Regions from separate parts of the Mus musculus genome. Here regions 1 and 3 are each linked to region 2. Evidence: chromatin contacts called from public Hi-C and promoter capture Hi-C data. All regions are on one chromosome and are shown on one strand. The core of a region is the stretch at or near the end of the contact, and the rest is flanking DNA. Distances in the headings are between cores, read along the strand shown.

Region 1 (4,706 bases), core at 142-2,641, 150 kb after region 2:
CCCCCCTTTTAAATTTTATAGTCATAAGAAAAACTGATTTAAGAGAAAATTCAACTCACATGCAGACGGAAAGATCCAATCATAAAATTGCAATTTTTCCCCCAACCCCTTTGCAATTTTTTTGAAGGGTTTTTGTTTTGTTTTGTTTTTTAAGACAGGGCTCACATATCCCAAATTTGCCCAAAATTTGCTATATGTAACCCAGAATAACCTGGAATTCTGATAATTCTACCTGTACCTCCAAAGTCCTAGGATTATAGATAGCCTCATAACACCATGCCAAATTTGTGCAAGGCTAAGAAAACTCAGGGCTTTGTGGTGCCAGGCAAGTACCCTACCAAATTATCTCTTTGTACAAATTTTCTCTCTTAATTCAGTTACTCATTAGCCTACTAAAGAATTTTCAGAGCTGTGCTATATGTGTTAATTTCCATTATCTAAATACAGGGTTGAACATAATGCTTTCAGTAATATATATGTGTAAGAAACCTGAATCTTGAATTGTGTCCCAGTTTAAGGATGGTGGTTTTAAAAAGAAATTTGGTTTGAGGCTTCCTGTAGTTGAAGTTCCCTAACCTAAGTCTTTAACAAGGTGAGAAACAATATTGTATATGAAAAACCCAGTACCTAAACTGAAAAGAAATTGGGCCTATGATGACAATTCTAGGGAAGATTTTTAAATTGAATGTATATTTAAGCTGGAGTCTAAGTAAATGGATTATAATCATTAACTCTAGTAAGATCTGAAGTCATGCTGCCCCTAGAAAAGGAGGCGTTGTACCTAACATTGTAAAGACACTTTGTTAATGTTTATCTTGACCTAAGCTAGAGTAGATTTTCTTTTTTCTCTCCTAGATGACATTGTTTTATGTACTGAGTTCCATGTAATTTCAGAATTCAAAATATACCTCTCTGACCCTAGATTAGTCTAAATATTTATCTTTATTTTTGTGAGTCATAATTGAGTATCAGATTTCATAACAGTTTTTATACAAGAAACTATTGTGTCCCAGGTTTTTCTTGGGAAACTGAGGAAAATTAGTATAAATTTTTACTGTAAAGGCCTTATCGTTAATATGTTTAGAGAATTCTGCTCATCAGAGTAAAAATATTTTTGGTGTTTCATTTGAAATATAATTATGAGTGGTGGAGACTTTAAACACAGTTAAAGGAAAGCAGGGAAGACAAAGGGCTCTCTAAGAAAAGGGCTTGGGATGCGTGGGGTAGGGATATTCCCTTTATTTTATCAGAGACTGAAATGGAAGAAATTTGACATTCTGGTGGCTTATGGGGAGCTGCTCAGAGATTGCTTCTTGGCTGAGTTGCTGTCTGCAAAGGCTGCTAACAATCGCTTGTCTGGCAGCAGATCTTGTTCATCAGGATTGCATCATCTCTGGGAGAGTGGCCAAGGTCCACAGCCTCAGTACAAAGACTGTCTGAAGCATACGAGGCCTGTTCTCTTTCTAAAGCTGCACTCTTCTTCCTGCCAGTCCTCTTCACAGGATTGCTAAAGCTGACTTGTGCGTTTCTTTCATTGGGTTGACTGTTTACTGGTCTCTTGTCTCCCAGCTGCTTCCGCCTCACCTGTCTGATACATTTCTTCTGAAATCTTAAAAGTCTAGAAACTACATATAAATGGTAACTCTCAAAAGAGTGCTCAGTATTGGAAGACAGGCTGGGTTTGTTAGTGGATCCGGTATTTTGTAGATCTGGTGGGTTGATAATTGATGGCAGAGTGAAACTATATTTTTACTTTGCCTCTGTCCTTCCTCTTACTTGCTGCTGCTGAATACTTGACTATTTTATTTCTTCTTTTTACTGTCACCTTCAAACCTTTTTTTTTTTCACTTCAAAATTGTGAATATACTTTTGAAAATATTTTTCTAAAGATTACTTTGTTTTCCAGATTTTTAAAAATTGGAAACATGCGCACGCCCACACCCACACACATAAATGTAAAGGGCATGCCTTCTAATGGATGGTGACTTGTGAACAGCTTTCTTCCATGTTTATGACCTGTTATTATTTTGGATATTGAGAGCTCATTTTGGTCAGTACTATATTTGACTTTGTGAAATAAAAACATGAATTTAAGAAATTCTGATCACCTACTCTTCCCTTTCTTCATTCTCTTTCCCCAAATTTAATAGGTTCTCTATTTTCCTTTCCTTTTGGGGATATAGTAAGTTGATGGAATTGACCCCAGGTAGAACCGATTCCCCCTGCCCCCAGTTTTTATAAGGAATGGAATGGGGAAAAGAAAGGAGTCATCATTTAATATGTTTTGCTAGGCCTGTATCCAAAGTAAATCTGGTATTTGATGAAAAGAGGTCTGTGCCCCATGTGGTGGTGTGTGCCAATAATAGCACTTGGGAGGGTCAGCCAAGGAGGATACAAGTTTAAGTCTGATGTGGGCTATAGCAATTGCTTAAAAACAAACAAAACAAAACAGAAATGTAAAAGTTACTGAGTTTGGAACCCCCATGGAAAGACAAGAAAAACTTGAGAATCCTGAGGGGAACAGTTTTGATAGAAGGGAAGAGAAGGGCAGTATCTCATCACCTTGGAAACCAAGGCCATTTCCTTCCCTCCCTTAGTTATTTTGTGTTAGATGTAAATGGAAAGTAACAAGTAATACAGAAATAAAATTATTAATCTGTAGTGTTCCACTTTTTGAGCACATCAATGTTTCTTCATATATTAAACTGTGTCTCAGCCTTTTCTAGGGTTTCAGAGCTACTCGCAGATAATTGGGGGACCTCAAAGGTGACTGCCCCAAATCCTTTTCATTTGTTATATTTTGAATTTTAGTAAATGTTGAACTTGGTTACTATGATGGGATCACTCAGTAAACATTTCTTGATTCCTCTTGATATGTCAGGCATAGTATTTAATCATTGGAACTACAGCAGTGGTTTAAAAAAAAAGTTTTGTTTTTTAATCCCTGCCATAATTTGTGTTCTGGTGATAAGAGTTTAAGTAATGGAATAAATTATATTTTGAAATTATTTTTGTCTAGACACAGTTCTTACACATCTCCAAATTAGGAGATTAAATTAATAGTTACTCTAGCTAAAATTTAGCTTGATAAACCAGAGTAAATGTTTTCTTACATGAGATATTATAATAAAAGATTGTATATGGATAATCTAGTAAAAGTTCTTTATCATTTAAATAGCTATATTTTACATCATTTTTCAGTGAAGGAACCATATAAAGAGAGTTTCGTGTATCAGAATTTGAATTAGGAAACCTCATCATTGGGGCTTGAGAGATAACCCAGCAGTTAAGAGCCCTGGCTGTTCTTCCAGAAAATCTAAGTTTAATTCCCAGTACCCACAACCATCTATAATTATAGCTTGATGGGAGCTGATACCCTTTTCAGATGTACATTCAGACAAAACAGACATTTAAAAAGAAACCCCATTATTATGATTTAGGACAACATGGTCAAGCTGGCCTATTAAGATTGCCTTTATCAGAATAGTAGCAGTAGTACAGTTATATAACAATTGGCAAGAGGAAAAAGAATTTACAAAGAGAAATTAATAAGCTAACTTCTTAATGTTTCTTAAAGTTGTGTATCAACTGTCCAGATAGCTGGTGTAATATCTCACCACTGCATTTGAGACAAGTATGTAGTCCAGGCTGGTCTCTCTTGAACCTTCTGCCTTGGCCTATTGAATGCTGGGATTACTGGGTGTGTGTGCCTAGCTATTGTGTTAAGATTTCATAAGGCAATGTAAAAATAATTTATTCACTCTTGAGAGGAGGTACTACCTGAAGTAACTTTTTCATTTTTGCCTTGTAATACATCTTTTTTTAAAGTTACTATCATAGGGAGAAAATTAACTATGTGTGTCTGTAGATAATAGGTAGTTGGATGGGTAATAATTATTTTTATGAATCTATTTAGCTTATGAATCTATGTTAGCGGTGGCTATAGCAAAGAATCATTAATATTGTTGAGTAATTTTTAAGGCCTTTTCTGACATAGAACACATGATTTGAATTCTTCTGAGTAATGATCATCTGACAGATTCTGGTGGTTATCTGGTCAAACAACTTCTAGGCTTTTCTTAATGCAAATTATCTAACTAAAATTAGAAGAAGTACCCTTCAAAATGCTCTTTGGGTTTATTTGTGAGTGTTCTCTTTGTTTTGCCATTTGAAGATTTTTGTGTCATTTCCCCAATTGCTTGGGTGTTTTTTGAGAATTCTTGTTTAGCTACTTGAGGGGGGATGGATATTTATTTGCAAGTTGGTACAAAGACAGCAAGTGGAGCAGTCACACTGATCATGAATTGTGTCAAGTCGATAGGAAAGTTCACTTCATTTGCATTTTAGTTTTAGTTTTAACAGTGTCACCCTGAGTTGGATGAGAACAGGTATTTTGCCACACCCCGTTTCAAGAGGCCCAGGTACTACAGAAAGCTGCTTTAGTTTATCGCATCGGTAGCTTTCTCAAGTAATGGTGCAAAAGTAATACCTTTATATGGTCTTAATTTTGGACTAATTGACCATTCAGAATTAGTTTTCTTTTGCCACATTAATGTCTCATTTATCAAAATGAAATCCACATGACTCAAATCAGTAACTATTTAAAATCTTCGTTAATTGATTTTAGTTGGTATCATATACTTTTTGTTTTATTTAGCTATTTTTTAATAGTATTGATAATTTTACTTCTTTCTTTTTCAGATTTT
Region 2 (4,289 bases), core at 1,275-3,774:
TGTGTGTGTGTGTGTGTGTGTGTGTGTGTGTGTAAATTCACTCCCTAAAAAGTAAATATACAAAATTGAAAATTGGTTTTTGTTCTGACCGGCAGGATGAATCCCAGTCTCTGACAGCTAAAGGGCTTGTTTCTCAATTGACAGCAAGGCTGATACATTTAAGTCACTGTTTCTGACACTGAGCTGAAAACTAAGGAGGAGGCCCAGGGAATAGGAGAGATCTCTCTTCTTTAATCCCTGGGATCTACCCAGGGACGGTTAACATCCTGGCTGGGCCCACAACCAAAGACAAGGAAAACACAAAGCCCCTACCCCCACCCCATGCCTGTTCTCCAAAGCTTCCCCCCCCCAAATCAGAAGGTTGAAAGCAACACAGACAGGACAGACAGACAGCCTGAGGCTACTGATTTCCTGCGGTGTGGAGCCCTCAGGCAGCACAGAAACAGGCGTGGCATCCTCTGGTCACCAGAACCTCAAAGCAGCACCCTGCTCAACAGCCTCCAAACCAGGCCTCTCCACACCCACTGAAGATGCAGTGTGCCCACTCCGTGTGAGACCACAACACGCCCTGCGTCGCAGCAAGGAGAACCAAGGACTGGAAAGAAAATGGGTGCTCAGAGCCCCAGCTGCTTCTCTCCCCCACAGGCTCCGCAAAGGAGAAGCAGGGCAGGGAACCTTCAGCTCTCCTTGCTGAAGCTGTGCTTAGACAGCCCGAGGGTGCAGGAAGCCCACCGTCTGGCTCGAGGGCAGAGGCTGCTTGCCTTCTTTTAGCTGTGCAACTGGGGCCCTTCTCTTCCTCTCAGCTAGCAAGGATTTAGGGAGCAGCTTCTGCAAGAAGTATGGGTTCTATGCTACCAAAGCTGGAACCAGCACCCAAAGGGCATCTCACTCTCCTAGCAGGCAGACTTTCCCAGAACCACGGGAGCCAAGCGGCACCTACCAGTCCAAATCGTACACTGAGGTGTTGGCTTTTAACCAAAGCTGATGACCCGAAACACCGGTGTACAGAAGGACCAGGCTGCACGCTGGAAGATAATACATTTTCGGCACAGAACTCTCTCTTTATGCTTAAATGCCTGCATTAGTCTGGATCAATATGTCCCATAACAGTTAATCCATGGCAACTCAGACCAGGCAAGAAATGCTGACAAAGAAGGGCTACTTAAGGATGCGATGCACCCCCCCCACCCCCCCACCCCACCCCCACCCCCCGCAGCCCATACTCATGCATTTGAATTTCAGCCCAGAGAAGGCAGCAGAGGCAAAAACAACCACCCACAAAAGCCAAAAGAAGGGATGGGGAGAGCAGATCAAAAAATATATACATAAATAGCAAAGGGCTTTCTCGATGGGAGTGAGGGGGAGGAGGCCTTGACTGTCAAAATGGCCTTAGAGTGACATATCACTGCCAAGATGATGGAGTACCGGCGACACTCCTAAAGTCCCTTCCTCACACACCTGCAATGCAGAGATTTCTGCCCTTTCTGTAATTCACGCTCCCAGCCCAGGCACTATCTGCAGTGGGAGCCAGTCTGGACTTGTGCAGCCAGCACCCGGTCCTTCCTCCTTACAATAAGATTATTGCTGCATAGCAACTTCTCAAGAAGGCAGGGAGGCGAAGGAAGAGACAGCAGAGGGAGAGACAAGGGGACGGAGAGAAGGCAAAGTCCCTCGGCCCCACCACTCACCTTTTATTTGGGCTTCATATTCAGCAATGATCTCTTTGTCTTTCTTGAACTTAGTTTGAGATGACATCTTCCGACGTGGCAAAGAGAACTGACAGGCTGTTTGATCTATTTCTCCTTCTCTCTCCAAGTCCTCTCCCAAGCCTGGGTAATCACACAGCAATGGTCGATTTCACAGGTTTCAAGGGCTAATCTCTTTTACTTGGCTACAGAGCCCCGGGGTTGAAATCCTTCTTCTGGGAGGAAAATGCTCTCTGCTGGCAGGGAAATGGCTCTAGTGGCTTGCTCTGGTCAGCTCCTCTTGCAAAAGAAGTCACCCTGGGAGTACCATAACCTGCCCCAGATTTCCAGGATTTTTCTTCCAAAATAATAATAATAGCAGCCAAGAGCACACACAAACACACACACACACGTACACACACACACACAAACACATTCACGAGTGCACACACACGCTCACCCAGACACGCTTCCACGCAATTGTGCTGTGCACACACCCATCCACACCACAAGCGCGCGCATACACACACGCGCGCACACACACACACACACGCATACACACACACACCCTCACTCACACACACACACCCGCTTGCTCACTCATACACACACATCCACAAGAGGCGCGGCGCCTCCTGGGTCGTGTGGCCAGTCTCCGGTTCGCTTTGGAAGGCTCTGCTAAGGAAATGGTCAGGTTGCCAAAGGACCGGTCATCTCTCATCCTCCCTCCGGTCGATCGGCGCCTCGGGTCTGCTGGACGGTGAGGATCAAAACCAGGAGAGGGAGGTGGAAGTTTTCCCGGCTGTAGCGTTTTAGCTCCGCTGGACCCAGGGCTGGACTGCTCACCCTGCAGGGCTGGCTGAGCTCTCCCCCACCGCCCTCGTCACTAGACTCCGCCTCCCGGATTTTATAACAACTGACACATTGTAGCCTACAGGAGAGCTGAACTAGCTGCAAGCAAAAAGGGGAAGAAACGCTCACAAAAGGGAAGGCGGCAGGAGGGGGAAATCAGGTTGGGAAGGCCTGGGAGGCTCCTGCAAACTCGAGCTAGTAGTAGTTAGGCTGGAGATTTTCTAACAAACACAGAAAGATTCTTTTCTTTGCGTCGTGCTCAAACTAGCAACTATATGACGAGTTGTCACTCTGCCTGAGACTCTGGCAGAGTCTGATGCATGCAGGAGAGGCCACTATTTTTGAAAGAATTACTTGATAACAGGGACAGTGCCAGAGGTTTCAGCTTTGCAGAGAGATCTGGCAGACAGGGCTGCCTTCAGGCTCAGAGAAGGTGGGACAGCGCCATTCTGACTCCCTCGTCTTAGTTCCTTTACCAGTAAAATAAGCTCTCTTTGGAGACTCTTTAATGGACAATTTCAACAAATACATACAAAAAGCTTACTAAAGGGCCCACTGGCGTTATAAAGGCAAGAAGCACCATATGACAGTACAACAGAATTTAACTACACGCTGAATGATAGAATGGGTAAAAATGACAAGTGCTAAGAATTGAAAATATTACAGAGCGGGGGGATTCAAATGTAAAGAGCTTTTGGGAGATGGAGTATGAACAGAAACAGTTTGGCTCAGTACCTAGGTACACAGTAAGCTCCCTATAAATAGTAGCAACTATGGTAACCCCAGCATCCTAGGGGCTACATTATATATAAGTGGAAAATGACTTACCAGGGTGCCAGCATTCCAACCCAGACAACAAAACCCACCAGTAGTAAAGACTCAGTAGGAGTCTCCAGCATTTCATTAGAGAGTCCTAATTTCATTGGCATTTCAAATAGTTCAGTGTGGTAGGTCAAACTGGCATCAAGTACCATAGGATGCCTGATAATAAACTGTCATGAGAGTGTCTTGTCCCCCAAGAGTTCACTGAAAGAGACTTCCATAACTTTCTCAAACTAGGTACCACCTTCCACTTGTCCTTCTGGAATGGCCCAACATGTGATTTGGCTTGGGTTTAGAAATGAACAGGTTATCCGTACCAGCCTCTAAGGGCTCCCCAAGAGAGTATGCAGCTAGAACGGGTCTGGAGAGGTAGGTAAAGTGAGACAGGGTCCTCCCGCCTAGTGATCAGTGGGTGAGCACCAAGGGCTCAGTTGGGGAATGCACAGCAGCTGCCTGAGCAGTTCACCTGGTGAATCATAGGCTTATTATAGCTCTGGACACAGAAAGAGGAGGTTACAGAGTTCATAAGCAGATGCCACAGCCCACATCCTCCTGCCTCACCCTTCCCAGGGACATGTAGGCCCTCTGCTATGCAGAAGCCACAAGTGTCATTAGAGGAAGATATGCTCAGAGATTAACCTGCCTTAAGCCTAGATCCTCAGAGAAAAGTGGAGTTAGTGTCCTATGCCCTGGAATGTGAATATGCAGCTAACCAGATTCCTTCCTGTCTCTTCTAGGAGCCTGGAGCCAGGTGACTCTGACTGCTCTCTGTGGCCGCTGGGAGCAGGAACCCAGGAAACGGCCATTCTAGCCATGAGGAGAATTTTTAAACCACACATGCATGTCAGAGACGCATACAGCGCGCTGAGCCATGGGAATGTCCCAAGAAGCCATGAGACAATAAAGCGAGATGTGTCAGAGAATGCCTGT
Region 3 (4,455 bases), core at 28-2,527, 150 kb before region 2:
TGCCTCCACTGAAGGACCTTTGTGCTCATGAGTGCTCATGTGCTCATCCTGTGTCTGGCAGATCACATTACTCTCTCACACAGTGGAACTCACTAACCATGCCCAGGACCCATCCCAAACATAAGGAATAGGGAGTTGAAGTTATGAGTCATTAAAAACTTTCATGATGACTGTCACGCCAAATTCTGCCCTGCCTCTCTCAAGCTAAAGACAAGAGACCCAAACAAGTAGCAATGGTTCTGGGTAGAACTTACTGTGTAGAGCTCGTTGGTGACCTTCAGCAGCTCCTCATGCATCTGCAGGCCAATCTCTTTGCTCTGGAATATGGAAGAACACATGTCAGCCCATAGAAATGGTCTGGTTGTCAAACTCAAATTACCGAAAAGTAACACACACATGCCCAGCACCTTGATTTTAAAGTATGGGGTGACAGTTTCCTGGGCTGTCAAGATGAAACTTGACACTCTATAGACATTTGATTATCTCTTCTCCTCAATTCATAGCCGCCTTTCAAATGGCCCAATCCTTTACAGTTTGTAGCAGGAACTGGGGGTTCACTACCTATAATCCAGCTTTCCCTATGTCCTAATAGAAGCACGCATTGGTCTGCATTTGTCCCTCCAGCTCAGTTCTTCCAGGGTACTTCATCCCATCTTAACTCTAAACCATGGATTGTTCTTTGTGCGGATACAGTCCTGGCCTGACTTAATGAGATAGAAAAGCAGGACTTGTGTGATGTAGGAGAAGGTTTTAGCCCTTCTACCAACTGTGAGCAAAACTCCAAATAGCCCAAGTTGGTACCAGCAGTCATCTAGAGATAGAAAGAGTATGTAGCTTTAGGAGGACAGAGTAAAAGGAACCTGGTTCCTTTCATTACTATCTAAGTACTGATAAATCCAAAACTCAGAACTAGCCTCTAGTCTCCATCTACTTCTGTGGCTTAGTTGCTTAAGACATATTAACCAGTATTCTGCTACTTGTAGCCAGAGCATCCTAGTGAACACAAATTCATCTTCCATCCCCAGTTCCTAGAATAAGACATCCTCACTATAGACATGGGGTTCTAAAGCTACCACTTTTTGCCTAGGTCATATCATGGAGGCTGACTGGGCTCTGACTTCATTCAGAGTAGAACTGGGAGACATTGAAGGCTTTTGAGTAGGAGAATAGGATGCTCAGGGACACACCTCAGAAACAGGAACTTGTACACAGAGCCTGAACTGGTGGGGCTGGAGGCATGTTCTTGTATTTCCTCAAGAGAACTGTAAACCACCATATGGGACCTGCTGAGTCATAGCTCATTAACTCCTGGGCATCTCCCCGAACAGCCACAGAGTTGATGCCTGGCCAGCAGCCTTCAAAGCTTATTATTTTTGTTTTTGTCTTTTTTTTTTTTTATGGACAGAGTTGGTTAAGGAAGGGAAGTATTCCCAATTACAGTTCCAAATACTACTGAGTAACGAACCCAAACCAAACATTCCACCAGGGACAAGAGGCCAAAACCAAGACAATCTTCAACAGGCCACCACACCCAGACCTTGGGGACCCAATAACAACTGACCGTGGCGCTCCACATTTTTTGCATTATTTTCATGCTTGCAAAAGACACTGGATGGAAGTCACTTCCTTCACACACAAGGTTGGGCCAAAGAAGATCCAACCATCCCCACAGCCTTGCCTTTCTGACAAACTAACGGTAAACTGAGGCTAGCTAGTCACAAGGGCCAGCCACTGTAAAGCAGGTGTCCCCAGCCTCCCTTTTCTCAACAGCTAACTCCAGTTAAACTCCCTTAAGGACAACTAACTCTTTCTTCGGCACCATCCTATGAATGGACGGCTGGGTGTTGGGTAGCCTACCTGCCTCTTCTTACTAGTAATCTCTACCTTTGGCCTGAAGTTGTAGCCACCACAGTCATTTCTAGATATTGCTTTGATGTCATGGAGGGTTTAAACTATTCCTCAGCAAAGTACTGTGTTAGGCAAGGCCTCCAGGCCGCAGTCCCTCTAGCCTGCAAGAATACTCTTGTTTGGCCACTTGGTGATTCTAGAAAGTCTGAGCACTTTCCCAGAATTTAACAATCAAGATATTTCCCTTATAGGCCTTAATTTTCAGCTACTCTAGGAAGACTAGATGGTCCAGTAGTCCAAACCCTGTGTCAACTATGGAAGTCTCAAGCTTTCCAGCTGGCCACAGGGCCTAGGGCCTCACAGAAGTATCTCCGTTTATAACTCCAAAACCAGGAGTCATTTTAGAGAGGAGTAGCCATCTGCACCTCTGGGTGCTCATAAGGATGGCATCTGCTGGCCAGGACATCTGACGTGTAAATGGGCTTTTCATCCAGCATTCATTCCTCTCAGGTACATCTGCCTTACAGCTGTGGGCTTCTATATATACCAGGATAACCATGAATCCAACTCAGGTCAGAAATGGAAACTTACTCAGAACATTATGAGATTTCGGTTTGGATTTTTTTTCTATAACTCAACCGTGCAGTTCTCAGTCCTGAATTCTGTACATTGTGTGACAGTCCCAAAAGGTGGGAGCTTCTGAAGAATATGGTTGCTGAGACACAGCCAGCCTTGTGACGACTCAGCAGACCCCAGCACCAAGACCCACGTGGATTCATGGCACTCTGAGCCAGTGCTTGAGCTAATGACATCTCTTCCAGTTCGTCCCTAGCTTTGGATCCACTCACACATGCATGCAATATTTAGTAGAGAGCTGTCTCTACCAAGCACTGTAGAAAAAGCTGACCAGCAAAACCCCGCTCATGAAACATCTTCCATTTGCTCAATACTGTTCAAAGTCCCTTCCATGCACTAATTTAAACCTTTAAAGTGGCTACTGCTATCATTCTCTTTTGACACATGGGCAGAGCTAGAGATTCGAAGGACTGAGCACCTTGCCCAAGATGAACTAGAGAGTGACAGAGCCTGCAATCAGCTTTTGGTTGGTCTGGCTCAAAAGCCTGGTCTGTTTTTTCTGGGCTCAGCGCAGCATACAGACACACCGAAGAGAAACAGCCACTTCAAAGCCGCAATGGACAGGGTCCAGGCCACAGGCAGGCGGGAAGGAGGCCAATCCCACAGGACACTGCCTGTGTCTCTGATGTACTGCCTCCCCATCTGCTCAGGTATTGCTTCCCAGGCCTTCCCCCCAACCTTTTCCCATCCCCACCAAAGAAAGTCTGCTCCCCTTTGTTTCAATTGCCCAACTAGAGATACATCAGCTTCAATGGTCATTGCTTGCTTCTCTATTCCTCCTTCTAAGAGAACATGAGATGCAGGTGAGGCTGGCCCTAGACCTGGCTGATCCACCAGACTGTGGCTGTGACACAGTGACCTGGAAGTTTGTCTCAAGGATTGGATCAGGGGAAGAATTGTGACCCAGGCTGAAGCAAGAAGCTTTTATCCTTGGGGGAATTTCTTGTAAAAGGTTGACCATAAAGATTTGCATGCAAAAGGGGCTCTATAAATGCCCAAGAAGGCTCGCATAGATGCCGCTTAAAGTTAAAAATAAAAGGTGGCCATTTTGTCCTTCTTCATCAAAACAAAACATTAATTTGCATCAACGTGAGATGAAATGGCAAAGTTTCTCTTGTAATGACACAGTTCCTGAATGAAATCAATGCCATGGGTGATTTGCTTTAATGCAGGGCTGGTTTTAATGCAGGGCTGGTTTTAATGCAGGGCTTTTCAGCGGAAACTCTTAATACTGCAAACTGAGATGTAGCTGAGAGGTAGACCTGTGTTCGGTCTCTCCAGGACCACACCCCAAAATACCCCCCCACCCCCAGCAATAACAACAAAAGGCCTGCTTTAATATAGATCTTAGGGGGTTATGAGCTAGATTTTAAAAGGTTAATTCTTAAGGAGTCTGTCCATATTCCCATCAAGCTAACTCCGTGTTGGGCCGTTTCTAACACTAATGTCATTTCTACATCTCCTACCTTTGGAGTGTTCATCCCACTCCCAAACTCTGCTGAAACATAACCCTCAAACCCGTGTGATAATAATAGGGAAGGCATTTAGGATTAGTTAAGGTTAGGAGGATTGTCCGCCATACAGGATTGGGGGCTTTGTCCAAGAGAGATCGCAGGTTGTACCACCTACTCTGTCTTCCCACGTGATCTTTGCACAACCTTGGGCTTCTGCAGCATCCCTACCAGCAAGAAGGCCTTTGTTAGTTATGGCCAACTTCATCCTTGGCCTTCCAGCCTTCAGAACTGTGATCAGAGGAAACGTGAACTCTTCATAAGTTACTTACTCTGTATCACTCAGTTATAGCAACACAACACTAGGACAGTATCTAAAAATAGCACTGTCTAATGATGTCGAGGGAGGTCTCTCCTAGACCCCAAAGACAAGAATCACAGGCTCTCTTTCATACGCAGATCCTAGCTTCGAATCCTTTGTTGTATGTGTTTCACCTTCAGTAGTGCATGTGAAAGTCAG

What was found. Promoter capture Hi-C pulls out the DNA fragments that hold promoters and counts their contacts. A called contact is a pair of places that touch in the nucleus more often than the background predicts.
Region 1: a Hi-C map of liver shows a contact between it and region 2, with 2.0 times the contacts expected there. The contact joins the enhancer-like site here to the promoter of Srgap3 in region 2. A contact is called at or near these places in 1 of 39 promoter capture datasets (liver), 3 of 484 Hi-C or Micro-C datasets (the C2C12 cell line, the N1E-115 cell line and liver) and 1 of 9 other capture datasets (adipose tissue).
Region 3: a promoter capture Hi-C map of the HPC-7 cell line shows a contact between it and region 2, with 5 times the contacts expected there. The contact joins the enhancer-like site here to the promoter of Srgap3 in region 2. A contact is called at or near these places in 21 of 39 promoter capture datasets (the 3T3-L1 cell line, the C10 cell line, the HPC-7 cell line and 11 more), 1 of 15 datasets of contacts at CTCF or cohesin (the NIH/3T3 cell line), 10 of 484 Hi-C or Micro-C datasets (the BV-2 cell line, the C2C12 cell line, brain and 6 more), 19 of 115 datasets of contacts at active chromatin or transcription factors (VIP interneurons, bone marrow-derived macrophages, craniofacial prominence and 13 more) and 5 of 9 other capture datasets (adipose tissue, embryonic stem cells, embryonic tail and 2 more).

What each region holds. Positions count from the first base shown.
Region 1 is chr6:113,098,415-113,103,120 of GRCm38.p6, forward strand. All of the region lies in intron 1 of Setd5 (SET domain containing 5), which reads left to right. Among named protein-coding and RNA genes, the nearest start is that of Setd5, 23 kb to the left of the region's middle. Within about 2 kb of position 1,392, at least 266 of the 459 cell types and tissues checked have an H3K27ac peak or open chromatin away from gene starts, as enhancers often do. A contact at or near this core is called in the C2C12 cell line, the N1E-115 cell line, adipose tissue and 1 more, where this site is marked.
Region 2 is chr6:112,944,742-112,949,030 of GRCm38.p6, forward strand. It overlaps Srgap3 (SLIT-ROBO Rho GTPase activating protein 3), which reads right to left and starts at 2,525. Exons shown (of 22, transcript NM_080448.4): 1 at 1,689-2,525. The coding sequence starts at 1,755.
Region 3 is chr6:112,795,519-112,799,973 of GRCm38.p6, forward strand. Srgap3 (SLIT-ROBO Rho GTPase activating protein 3) reads right to left here. Exons shown (of 22, transcript NM_080448.4): 4 at 255-317. Among named protein-coding and RNA genes, the nearest start is that of Gm26799, 98 kb to the left of the region's middle. Within about 2 kb of position 1,278, at least 41 of the 459 cell types and tissues checked have an H3K27ac peak or open chromatin away from gene starts, as enhancers often do. A contact at or near this core is called in the BV-2 cell line, the C2C12 cell line, the HPC-7 cell line and 5 more, where this site is marked.